Regions from separate parts of the Mus musculus genome. Here region 2 is linked to region 1. Evidence: chromatin contacts called from public HiChIP or PLAC-seq data. All regions are on one chromosome and are shown on one strand. Each heading gives the region's core, a stretch centred on a gene start, on an enhancer-like site or on the middle of the called end of the contact. The rest is flanking DNA. Distances are from core to core; before and after follow the strand shown.

Region 1 (6,720 bases), core at 2,045-4,544:
AGAAGAGCAGTCAGTGCTCTTAACCACTGAGCCATCTCTCCAGCCCTGGCTCCTGGTTTTCTTACCTAAACTTTGAACAGTTAGCTGTCCATGTAGATAGAAGATTATTACTATAATTAGCCTAGAATCCTTTGCTACTTTTCCAGTCCTAGCTTATGACACCAAGAAATCTTCCAATCAGACTTGATGCAATTTAACAGAGCTCTAAATGTTCAAAACTATTCCAGGGTCTTGACTTCTTTCAACAAGTATGTAACAGGCTCTCCCCCTGTGGGCCCTAGGCTAGAAAATCAGGGCACAGTGGCTCTAAAGAGACTTTTGGCTTGCTGGGTTGGTGAAGAGATTGCTGTGCGGTCCCTACAGATATACTGTGAATGCAGAGGGTCTCAGCCCTGTGTATGACAATTACACAGATGAAGAGAATGCCGAGTGTTTGTGGAGACCTCCCCTTGTGGGAATCTTTCTGAATATTACTGTTTTGAAATTAATTTTATTGGAAGGTGGGGATGTCGATATTACACTATTAATTACATTTGTTGTAGCTTTGTTGTAGTTTCTGCTGTAAGTTGGCTTACTCGAAATCAGCGCCAGCAGGAGACAAGGTGAGTTTTACTGGTCTAGAAATTCTAAGTGTGTTAAATAGTAAGAGCACATATTTCTCGACCTCAGCTGAACTCTAGAATCAGTTGGGAATTCTTTGAGCATGAGGAGGATTGGGCTGCATTCCTGAGATTTTGACTCAGTGGGTCTCGGATGAGACTCAGGTATCAGTGTGTTCTGAAAGCTGTCCAAGTGAGTCTAATTCGAAGTCAAGACTAACAACCACTGACCTAGGAAAAGACGATGTCTTTGACCCATGTAAATGCCCTGAGTTGCTTGACTTCAAAGCTCTGGTTCTCTTCAGGGTCAGCATTTAAACCAGTCTACTCCAGCAGATGGGAATCCAGTCGAGTTCATGCAAACGGCTGTTTTCCTACCCAAATCATTCCCTGTGGGATTTCAAGTAGCCAGCTCAATGCTGTGCACTGAGATCTCAGTTTCACTTAGCATAAACATGTATAATGCATGTGACTTCTCAGAATACGACTCTGAAGATGTTGGTGTTTTAAAAATAGCCACCAGATGCCTTCTTTTAATGTGCAGCCCGTTAAAAGAAAAGTGTCTTACTTTTGTAAATCACCCCCCACCCTGAATCGGAATTGGAGACAATTTCACTACCCCAGGGATGGACTAAATAGATCTGTCTGTCCAGCTGGCAAGCCTAAAAGGCCAGCTGAGCAAATAATTCAACATCGATAACAGAAACCACTAAACCAGTTAGAGGGAATGTGGTTAACACTTGCTAATGACCGAATCCAATAGCTTTATCATGTTGACCACTGGGGTTTGGGACCACTCCTAGCCTCTCCTAATTAGAAATTGTTGGGGAATTTTCTACACATTAGAAATGTGCAAATCTTTGTCCCTGCCCCCAATCTACTAAATTATATATCATGAACTAATGTTGTCAGAGGGATGGAAGAGAAGAATAGCTAGAAAATAACTTAGGAGGCATGTTTGACAAGATTTGGTTTTGATGGTATGTTAGATGGGATAGTGATGTTAAAGGTGACCCCCTGGGTTTCTGAGTAACAATCACCAAAACTTCTCCAGAGGAAAAGCAGCCTTCATGATCCATTTCTGCCTCTGCCTACTTTGTCCATCCCTTATGCACACTGTTCACTGGAGTTCTTTATCTAAGCTGTGTCCCTTCTTTTTTAACACCTGACTCAGTGTCTTCATCTCCCATGCATATCCACAGGATGCTCAAGGACCCAAAGATATATTGAGCCCTGTTCATCATCTTTCTCTCAGAATCTCCCATACCTTGTTGAATCTCCCAGTTGGTAGAACAGGTGTGTTATCTACGTGACAGCTAACGAGAGAGACATGAAAGCCAGGAGTTAACCTCACCCTGAGCCCCATAAACAATCACTTGCCAACTCCTAATTTTTCCCTTCCTTAGATCTCCAACATTGCCCACCTCTGCTTTTCTGTGAACCCATTGTTTCCCTATTCGTTGAGATTTTCTCCTTGATTTCTCAACCCCACTGTTGATTAACCTTACCCAGCCCACTGAAGCCCTCTGCTAAGCTCCAGTACAATGGGATGGGATGTGTCCTGAGAAGTGCAGTATTACACAGCATCATCTAATGGGTATGCATTCACTAGCTGAGGTGGGTCAGTCTCTCCGTGCAGACTCCTGATGCAGTCATACATGCATGCAAGATGTTTCCAGCTACTGCTAGGCAGCACAGCGCCCTTTTGGTGTAAGGAGGAGGGCACTCTCACCAGCAATGAAGTGTGGTATAGTTGTGTACTGCATTGGTGAGTATTTGGGTACTGCACACAGCTCTAAGATCTACACATCCATACAACAGGAAGCACAATAGGTTGGCTCCCATAAGCATCACGACAGGCAAAGGCAGTGGTGTACTAAGAAGCTGTGATGTAACCAGCTGAAAATTTCTCAGCTCCATTAAAATCTGTCTTTAAATTACATTTATTTGTTGGGAGGTTTGTTGAGGTTGCCCGCTAGGGTCCTCATGGAAGTCAGAGGATGACCTGCAGCAGTCTCATCTCTCCTTCCACCATGTAGGCCTCAGGGATTGAATTCCAGTCATCAGACTTGCATTCAAGTGCCTTTACCTGCGAGCCATCTTAATGGTCAGCATTAGAATCTTATAGGACCAATGGAGTATATGTGGCCATCATTGGTAGAAGCCTTACTATGTGCTGAGAAGCTGTGGACCATAGAGAGATTTCTAGTTAGGATGTTCACACACTGAATGCTCTTCAGTGATCCTTCCCATGTCACTGCAGACCAAGGCTCCACCCTGCCGATCCAGTCTTGCCTCCTGTCACTCACTCAATGTCTTTTGCATTCTCATCCTCTGTTAACTTTGTCTCTCTCAGTACAAATGTGAGCCAGGACCCTGTATCACATTTAGTTCATTTAGCGGGAATTTGTCTAGACACATTGTGCTTCATTTTTGGGTCCCTAATGCTGAAAGAATAAACTGGTTCATCAGCAGAGATTTAAATGCCTCTTTATGTGCAGCATTCACGGCGCCCTGGGAAGCTTACAGAATGTGACAGATAAAGCAGCTTTAGTTTTGAAGGCCCAGAAGATAACTTCAACTTTATATTCCCTAAACTACCATCATTCTCTCTCTTGCAACCCAGGAGTAGAAAGGACCATCAACTGCTATATTGGGAGAACCATTTATCCATATGGCGCTAAGTGGTTCCTGCTAAAGAATTCAGAAATAGCTGTCATTATTGAGCACCTGCTGGCTCATTCATTCCCCATTTCTGCTTGCAGTGAGTGATTTCCTCTGGGCCTGACATGGCCATTGCCATCATGAAACAGAGGCTGCAATTGTGACCTGCAGAATAACCTTGACTCCGTAGTCATGGCAATGAAATAAGCAGAACAATTCAGGGAATGTTCATGGTTTATGGTCATGGTAACAGGACTATTCCTACTTTCCGTCAGAGAAAGAGAGGGGAGAGCCATGGGAGCCTAACCAGACATCCCAACCTTCCACTTGCTTCTCAGCTACACACAGTCTTGCAGGGCGAGTAGAGTGTGTGACTCAGAAAACTCATTGAGGACAGACTTCAACCATATACTTTTCATGAGGCTGTCGCCCAAGGTGAAATGATGCTTTTTGGTGGGTCCACCTCCTCCCAAGTCACCCATACTTGTTAGTAACCCCTCACTCATAAGCCTTAAATCAGCCAATTATAAACTCATTAGCTCAATCATCTCAGCTAGGGTGGAATGATTTCTTTGATCTGCCACCAGTGCGTTTTCTGTGGCTAGTGTTGTTCACATCTCCCCAGGAATACAACGGAATACTTCACTCCCATGTGAGGAATAAAGGTTGTGTCCACTGGATTTATAACCATTGCAAGCCATTGTGGAACCCATGGGTTCAATAAACATTATGAATCTACCTCGCAATTCCTGAAACGTGGGACTCGGGTAAATGTACATTGGGAAAGTAAATGAGCGGAGCAAATAACTGGGACGTGTAGAGCTGGTATCAAATGCCAGGGTGGCTGTACTTGGCTGCTGCTGCAGTCCCACAGAGGAGTATGCTGAGCTCATGAGAAGCCAGCCACCCTCTTCTTTGTCCAACTTTTCTGTCTTTCCTAGATGTAGTTTGAAAAGAAAGGGCAAGGAAAAAAATCTGACCCATGTCACAATAGTGGAAGGGAGAAATCAAAGCATATTTATAAAGCCACGTAAACATCCAGCCATTGCAGGATAATAATGCTTCCTATTACACTGTGGGTCCAGTTTGTGTCTCTCTGTGTGTGCTGAGAGCACTGTTTTAAGGCAAAGAAAGCTAAACAGTTGAAATACCCTGACTTCACATCGTGTTTACTACTCTGTCTGTGCACGGAGGGAATGTGAGCGATTCTTCTGCAGTTTCCAGAGGGTTATCGGCTCACACAGATCCGCACATGTCAGAGAGATTTACTCCTAACACCCCTTCTGGGGAAAATTACATTAACTAAATGAGGTGAATTAGGTCCAAGTTTAGACGTTACCTATTAAACAGAATCTATTACACTGTCAAAGACACTAAATTGTCTAATCCACCATTTTAAATGTGAGAAGTTGACACTGGTTGAGGAGTCAGGTGTCCTCTACATTCATCACCCCCATGACAAAGCTACGAAACTGTCAGAGCTATTAGCTACTTAATAGCTTCAAATGCTTCATTCTGGTGGCCATAAATTGGCAAAATTATAAAACCACAATTAAAAATAAATATCTGTGGAGTAACAGAGCAGGTGCAGAAGTCTCAAGAAAAGACAGCTCATCTCACTAATCCATCATCAGCCAGTGGAGAGTGTCTGTCTGAAGAGTGGCAAGCTACGATCGTCATGTCCTGCAACAGTATTGCATAAATATCAGAGGCAGGCCTGCAACCAGAGCAGGGGGAAACTGCCACATTATGTCCAAACCTGTGTCTGCATTTCATAAAAATAAAAGTAGCTAAGTCCAGACCTAAAGAATCTTACTCTGTTGGCCTTGAAGTAAAAGCCCAAGTGGTGGCGCACGCCTTTAATCCCAGCAGTCGAGAGGCAGAGGCAGACGGATTTCTGAGTTCAAGGCCAGCCTGGTCTACAAAGTGAGCTCCAGGACAGCCAGGGCTACACAGAGAAACCCTGTCTCGAAAACAAACAAACAAAAAAAAGATGTTGAGCAAGGAAATGTAACTAGATAACTAAGCTAACTCTAAGGAGAGTTAGCTCTAAGCTAACTTCTCTAACTGTGGACCACTGCCTTAGACCAGTGTGCTCCAGTATTTTGTTCCAATTACTTTCAAGGGAACCTCATTCAGGCATTTTCTTAGCCAGGATTCTCTAGAGAAGCAGACTGATAGAACATGTTTGCGTGTGCGTGCGTGTGTGCGTGTGTGCATGCGTGCGTGCGTGCGTGCGTGTGTGTGTGTGTGTGTGTGTGTGTGTGTGTGTGTGTGTGATTTATTAAAGTGACTTACAGGCTGTGGTCCTGCTAGTTCAGCAATGGAAGACTACCAACAGAAGGTCCAAGAATCAAGTAGTTGTTCAGTCCACAAAGCTGGATGTTTGAGCTGGTCTTCCTGGAGAAGTAAGCTCTAAGCCAGTGAAGGAATGGACTTGGCAGTGAGAGAGAGACCAAGCAAGCTTCTTCTTCCGTGCCCTCTAGAAACGCTGCCAGTGGAAGGTATGGCCAAGATTTAAATGGGTCTTCCCACCTCAAATAATTCTTTCAAGAAAAATCTCTCACAAATGCACCCAGGAGCTTGGGTTTTAGCTAACTCCAGACATAGTCAAGTTGAGAACCAAGAATATGCATCCCAGGGATATTTTTCCTTAATACCTCCATGTTAATGGAATGTCAGTACATGTCTTTTAAATATGTATTATGACTTAACCGTAAAAACAAAAGAACCTTTTTGATCCATAAGAACCAATTTCTCCCCTTGAGGGCATCCTTCTTCCTTGAATGTCCAATGTCCTCCAGGTCATCCCTAATGACCTGGTTCTGCCCAGAGTGCCCACAAATCCCTTCTAGTGTGGGCATCAGGTCTCAGAATGGAGCCTGTGCAGAGATGCCATCGGACGGTGACCAGAGCCATGTGACCCTTGCAGGAGTGGCTGCATACCCTGCCAATTCTGTGCCTTCTCCCACCCTTGGTGGCTGTAGCCTCAAGGGGTAGTGTTTGCTCTGTCAATGCAAACACGTGAGCTGTGGCGTTGGCTGGTGTCTCCCTCTATGTTTTCAGAAGTAAAGATTTCTTTTGTACAGAAGCATCCACCTGAGATTAATGGGTTCTTCAACACCACTTAAAGTCTCTCCCCAATTGCTTGTGCCTGCTCCAGTTACACTGTAACCATGTGACTGCATAGGGCCGTGGACCACAGCTACAGTCTGGGAGAGAAAGGAAGTAGGACTCTACAACTGCTACAGGGATGGAAAATGAAACCTTGATAACGAAATGGGGTAAGCAATGGTTTAAGAAAAAAAATGGGCAAAGACATTAATGTTGCTGGTGTCTGCTTTGTGCCTGGGGGTGTATAAACACTTCATTTCACTCTGCCAATCCCTAGGAGTCGATACGATTCTCCTCATTCAGAAACAAACGGAAATTGTTCAGGGTAAGCAAGGGAAGCCGA
Region 2 (6,720 bases), core at 1,465-3,964, 600 kb before region 1:
ACACCAATACCAAGGAGCCACCATGTGGTTGCTGGGATTGGAACTCCTGTGTGTTCTCTCTCAAAGAGCAGCAGACTGGAACTGCAGTTAGTAGTGAGGCAGAGGATGAGTTGGTGGGGGGGGTTGGGTCTCCATGGGGGGCCTTTAGAGGCTCTTTACAAGGACAGGGGCATGGAGAATCTGTTCTTTTTTTCTTTTCTTTTCTTGTGAGAATCACCTAGCACACACCTCCCTTATGAGATGCAGGTGACAATTGCGCCTCATTTGAGGGGCGATTTTGTGTTAGTTGAGACTGACTTTTTTTTTTTTTCTGGTTTTTCTTGGCTTTTAACTGGGACATGTAAGCCAAGATCCTGCGAGTAGCAGCACTCTGTCTCCTCACTGGCCCCAGACTGTGGAGACTGGCATGTATTTAGGATGCCATAGATCAGTGGTGGCAGGGTTGGCAACAGGAAGGGAGTTCGATACTGTCTACAGATGAAAACGACCAACAACAAGGTGCACATGAGAGGGAATCATACTCAGGGGATAATGAAATCCACAAGCCTTGGCCAGCTGGCAGGGTAGGTGGCGTCCTAGGAGGGCATTGTGTGGGCGAGGAAGAGCGCTGGTGTCAGGGTGGCCTGGTGTTGGGGGAACACAACCCTTTAGTTGCTGGTTGTTTATCTTCATAACAATGTTTACTGGGGTCCTCCAGTATTTTTCTGATGGGAAATATTGCCATGCAGAATAAGACCTTCAAGGAAAAGATGCACACCTCTGAGCTTTCAGCACGCAACTGGTTTGTAAGGTAGATTTCCCGCCATACCTGGCGATCCTTCCTCACCTCCTTCTTTTTCCTTTTCTCTCTTCATTTCTGTATCCACCTCTCTCTTTCTCTCTCTCCCAGTCCCCCTCCCCCTCCCTCTCTCCCTCCCTCCCATCTTTCTTCCTTTCTCTCTTCCTTTCTCTCTCTTCCTTTCTCTCTCTCTTCCTTACTCTCTCTTTCTCTCTTCCTTTCTCTCTCTTCCTTTTTCTTTCTCTCTCTCTCTCTTTCTTTCTTTCCTTCCTTCCTACTTCTCTATCTCTCTTTCTCTCTTTCTTTCTCTCTTTCTTTCTTTCTTTCTTTCTTTCTTTCTTTCTTTCTTTCTTTCTTTCTTTCTTTCTCTCTTGCTATCAAGCATCAAAAACAGTTGGCTGTGACAATGCCTGGCCCGGCCCCGCCTTTACTTCTTTCTTTGAGAGTGGGTTTTACTGATCTGCCTAGGCCAGCCTTGAACTTAGGATCCTTCTGCCTCAGCCTTCTAAACAACTGGGATTACAGATCTTCAACAGGAACCTGGCTACTTTTCAGCTCCTAACTGGTCTGTTTTCCCTATGGGGACCATTCCAAGTGTGTGCTCTGTGTGGAACAGAGAGCACATGGATGAGAATCGGCAGTTCACAGAATTCTCTTGGTGTTAGTCTTCATAGGACATAAAGCTCACCCTCCAAGCTGTGTGGAGGGGCTTTCTCCCAGGGCCTCTCTAATCCTGAAGTTAAACATTCTGGCCTCCACTAGGGGCTTCTTCTACCAGGCCCTGTAAGAGTGAAGACACCAAAGACAGTGTTAACAATGACGTGTGACTAGCATGGCCGGCTTTGACCACCACAACTTCACCTACTTCATTTCTGGGCTGCACTGGCTTCCCTTGGTCCTGCTTTAAAAGATCATAGGAAAGATGTTAGCTGCTGTATTGCTGGGATGGGTTTCTGTGCTGTACCAGGGCTGGGAACTAAGCTAAGCTTGGATGCAAGGAGTGACGCTGTTTGTACTTACACCATGAAGACGAGCCTTTCACAGGTAAAGAGAAACACGAGGGTTCTTGAATGCTTCCTCTTTTGTTCATTAAGGATCAAGACTTACCTTAGATTGTCAGAACGCAAAGAAAGTGGCTTAACAATCAGATTGATCTCAAGGTCTGGAAAGGCAGCCTGGCTCCCAGTCTCTCAAATTCGTGCCCCTGTGTGACAGGCACTAGGAGACAGGGAGCCCCTTAATGAAGGCTTCCCTCTGCTGTAGCCATTGCGCTACAAGCAGAGTGAAGGAGCCGATCTTTTGAATGTAACATATCAGAACACACTGTCACCCATGTATTCAGAGTTATCCAGAGCATTAGTTAACATAATGTGCATGAGTCTAGTAACTTAAGTTTGTCTTTCAGGCTTACACCCCTCTCCCCAACACACTGCTCTGAACCATGCCCAGTATTGTGAGGCTGGTCTCATGCAGCGTACTCTATAGCTCTCCACCTTAGTTTTTGAGACAGGGTTTCCGCACTGAACCCAAATCTTGACATTGAGTTTAGTCTGGCACCTTGAGGTGACAGGCAAGTGCTGTTAACACTTGGCTTTAAGGGTGTGGGGAGATTTGAACTCTGGTCCTCATGCTTTTGTTAAGCAAACACTTTCCCACCGAGAGCCGTCTCCTCAGCCCCAGGAAATGAGTCTTACTAATCGGTAAATGATACTTCCGTTCATGACTCGAGTTGTACTGAGATTTATGCTTGACCGGGCTGGAAGCAGCTGGAAGAAGCGGTCCTCCGCGGTGTCAGGAGTGAAGAGCGAAGCAGGAGCAGATCTTTCTGCAGGTGGGGAAGACACCGTGACATCCTCACTTCAGGGTGGGGTGATGAGCCTCAGGGCTGAGGGCTGTGCTTTACCGGTCTTTGCAGCTTGTCCATGGGAGGGCACTGGTGTTCTAGGTTGGCAGCCTGTTCTGGGGAGACACTGAGCCCACATCTTCCAGACTGGTTAACCACTCACCCCACATCCGTGGCATCAAAGATGTGCGTGTGCGTGTAGTCTTCCTTTGGGACTCTGTTCTTTTGCCCAGTTTAGTCTTCTGTGGTCTTTTGTGGTCTTCTGAGTCTATTCACGCTATTAAACCTACTGCCCTTGTGTTAAAGGGCTGAGCACTGGTGCATAGCAAACTTATGAAATGAATACAAGGAGTTAGCAATTCAGTACATCTTCGGAAGAGGAGGCAGGAACCTCTGTGGACCCCCAGAGGAAGGAACAACAATTTGCCTAGTGGGAGGAAGTGGCAGAAAGAGGTTGAGAGAGAGAGAGAGAGAGAGAGAGAGAGAGAGAGCAAATGTCAGGCTTTCTTTTTTTTAAATCTAGTACATCTCAGTTTGGATCCTTAGTTCTAGGTGAGGAAGTACCGAGGTAGGTGTGCCCAGTTATGGGAGGGACATTGAACATTCAGAACCATCGAGTGTGTCTCACAGGGTCCTTTGGCATCTGCACCTAGATACCCTCTGAGGGCTCAGTGTGTATGATCTAATAGGTACATTTGGAAAGAGATGCCTGAGAGGGTCCCTGCAGAAGTCACTGAGGGAATAAAAAAAAAAAAGAAAAGAAAAGAAAACTCGGTTCGACTTGACTTCATCAAACTGAATCAAACATCTAAAGAGTCCGATGCCTGGCAGTTTATTGGCGGCATATTTAAACAATAGAATTGGGGGAAAAGTTTCCAGGCAACACTCATTCCAATTCCAGGTGCACAATAAAGCTTAAGGCATGGCTACATAGAAACCCCTTTACAAAGTACATGTGAACATGAAGATGTATTCTAGAGCTCAAAGGCTTAGACTCTAGCGGGGTCTCTGACAGGGACAGCACAGAGGTCAGCAGGCTGTGGATTATATGTGACATCCCCTGCTAAAGATATGCTCTATTGCCTGAGAGCTAAAGGCCATGGGAGGGAACGTCTGGGATGGAAAAGTCTGGAGTGCTTGGGTGAAGTCTGCCTCTACAAATAGCAAAAGGTCTCCAGGTCATTAACAATATCCACTCCTAGCGTTCTGGGTGGAAAACAGGTTCTTCCTCATTTAAGGAGATACTCCTGCATGATTAACACTCCTGGTTTCCCTTGTCTGTGGGCAAAAAGATGTTCGTGGCCCCGGCAGATGCCAAAGACACAGCAGTGTTCAGTATACAGCTGTCAAAGTGTGTGTGTGGCAACATGGCTCGTGTAGCTGCTCATAGTGTTGGGTCACAGCATTCTGTAGATGCACCAGGTGTTATGCTCTTGATGGATCCCCATGGTAACTACTTAAAATAAGTGCGTTTGCTGCATGCCATGGGGTAGATTCCGTTGCTGTGTGGTTTGTGGATATGTGTCTTACATCCTGAGTTGGAACGTGAAGGGTCTAGTAAATACCTCACTATATCAGCAAGCTCCTGTATGGACAGAAATTGCTCCCTCAGGGCAGGGAGACCCCAGCGGTCTTAGTCTGCGTGGCAGACATTAAACCTTTTGAGTGCTATCATTTGTAAAATAAGACCTCACATCCTCAGCTAATTTATTTTTATGCTGCCTTTTTGATTGAGTTGCCGCACGAGGAAACATCGATAAAAGCATTCATTAATAAGTAGGGCTTCTCTGGTTGCATCGGGGTGGGTTGTGTCTTGTGGATTGGCACCAGGGAAACACGTGTGGTTTGTTGTGGGTTGGATATAAACTGTCTTTGTCTTTCCCCTGAAGTTCAGCAACAGTGTATGCCAGCACTGATCTGAGGCCTAGATCCAGGTTCATCTAAAGTTTGAAATTTGGCTTTTATTGAATTTTAAAAATACATTGAAACGGTGTTTTTGTATAACTTTAAGGAAAGAAAATAAAAAGCATTGGATATATATCCATATGTATATGAATGCATATATTTCTATAGGCTAGGAGATAGATAAGATAAATCTGAGAGAAGGTACAGAGGAAGTGTGTTATTCTCTCTCTCTCTGTGTGTGTGTGTGTGTGTGTGTGTGTGTGCGCGCGTGTGCGCATGCCCATGTGCTTATTCTTTAAGTTTACATCTGATTATGAAACCAAATCTCATGGTTGATTTAATTGTATACTGGGCTGTTTCTTGCTGTGAATTTTTTCTTTAGACTTTGGAGATTCTCAAGAAACTCTGAAACCTTTCCTTAATTACTTTTAATCTCATCCATCTTTCCTCCTTCCAATGTTTTTAATACATATTTTTGTCTGGCATCTATAGAAGCTTTATGATATTATAACACTCTATTACAAGTCATAGCTAAGAATTCAGGAGCTAAATAGAAGTTCAAGTTGTATAAATTAGAATTATTATTATTTTTAACTCACGAGTATGCTCAGCAAAATACAAATCTATTCTATCAATAAAAACTTGCTAGGAATATTTCCAGGTTAAACCCTGCTAGGATATTAATTAACATTTTTGTGCCTAAACTTAAAAGACTGTTGTGTTTGAAATTGTTGACCAGTGTGTGCGTGTGTGTGTGTGTGCACATATATACGACGTGTAAATACTATGCATGAATATCACATTATGAATCTATACATATGTATGCATACACATGAATTTATATTTAGGAGAAAAATTAAGTCCATTATCACTTCTTGGAAGCCCTGCTGGTTTTAATGAAAGTGGATGATTTCAGTTGAATAATTGGCTTGTTACAAAACAGAATGTTCAAAATGAACGACTTTCAAAAATTGAAACAGCTAAGGAAAAACAAATAGAAGGTAATGATATTTTTTATCTTTAATGGGTTAGAATGCTTCCGTAAGTCGCTGATTTGGGCCATAGCACACCAGCTGAATGTCATGTCTTCAGATAGTTCTTCTTCAGTGAGGTGAGGTGGGAGTTCCCTCAGGGGAGTGGAAGATGGCGGCCTAAAGTAGGAGTCTTCAACCGAGTCCTCTTAAACTAGGTGAGGATAGCATGGTCCTAATGAGCCTTGAGTTCTGTTGGCCTACTGCGCACCAGAGGAAGGAGTGCAGCCCCATACAACAGACCAGCATGGTTTACATCCCACCCATTGCTGGTTCTGCCTCACCGTGTGAACCGTTACTTGGTGGCCTGCCCAATTCCTCACAGCTGGGTTTTCTCCGTTGTGCAGTGACATTGCTGGGCCTTGAACGTTTGGCATTTTTGTTTACATCTCTAACTCTGTTCCTTTTTGTAAGATGTTGAAGGAATAGACAGGACATGCAGGGCTGGGACAGGGCGGGACAAGGGATCTTGGCATGGGGTCCACGAGAGTCACTCGGAGGATGGCGTGTAATTTTGTTCTCAGTTTTAGGAAAGCTGAATGAGTTTGGGTATCAGAGGCTCAATCAGATGGACAGCATTGTGAGCGAGGATGCACAGGACCAGAGCCTCCTTTCAGTAGATCCCAAGGCAACCTGGGATCGCCCTGGGAGGCCTGCCTCGCTATTTACGGCAAGCATCCGAGTTCCCTGCAGGGATATTGGCAGTGCTGTCTACACAACTTAAAAAGCACTTAGAGGAATGCAATTCCATTAGGCTGGGCATAATGGGCCCACTCAGGGCAGGCTTTGTAAATATACGGCTAATGTTATTCTGACATGTTTACAGGCCAGGACATGCTTCTCGTAGGTCAGGACCTTCAGATGGCTCCCCGGCTCTCAGGACAAGGCCTTACCTCCCACACCCAATACTCCGTTCTTATTCCTGGAACATGAAAAAAATGGGAGATGTCAGTAAACAAATTACTGTTCTGAAAGACTGTGAGATGGCCTTGGAGGTGCATAGGCCAGACCAGCATGAGACAATTGCCAGGAGGTTAAGAAAAACCACCATCCTACAGTGCGGCTGGTTACTTAAGGGCCATTTTCAACATCTTTGGTTTAGAGAATATCAGAACTGCAGTCACACATTTACAAAAGGAATTTCTGAAATATCAGTGGGCCAG

What was found. HiChIP or PLAC-seq counts read pairs in DNA pulled down with a chosen protein or histone mark.
Region 2: a contact with region 1 is called in an H3K27ac HiChIP or PLAC-seq map of SST interneurons, with 6 times the contacts expected there. The contact joins two enhancer-like sites. A contact is called at or near these places in 1 of 115 datasets of contacts at active chromatin or transcription factors (SST interneurons) and 1 of 9 other capture datasets (embryonic stem cells).

The regions. Positions count from the first base shown.
Region 1 is chr13:58,689,210-58,695,929 of GRCm38.p6, reverse strand. No RefSeq gene overlaps it. Among named protein-coding and RNA genes, the nearest start is that of Gm34058, 4.2 kb to the right of the region's middle. Within about 2 kb of position 3,294, at least 6 of the 459 cell types and tissues checked have an H3K27ac peak or open chromatin away from gene starts, as enhancers often do. A contact at or near this core is called in SST interneurons, where this site is marked.
Region 2 is chr13:59,285,320-59,292,039 of GRCm38.p6, reverse strand. No RefSeq gene overlaps it. Among named protein-coding and RNA genes, the nearest start is that of Gm34672, 33 kb to the right of the region's middle. Within about 2 kb of position 2,714, at least 10 of the 459 cell types and tissues checked have an H3K27ac peak or open chromatin away from gene starts, as enhancers often do. A contact at or near this core is called in SST interneurons, where this site is marked.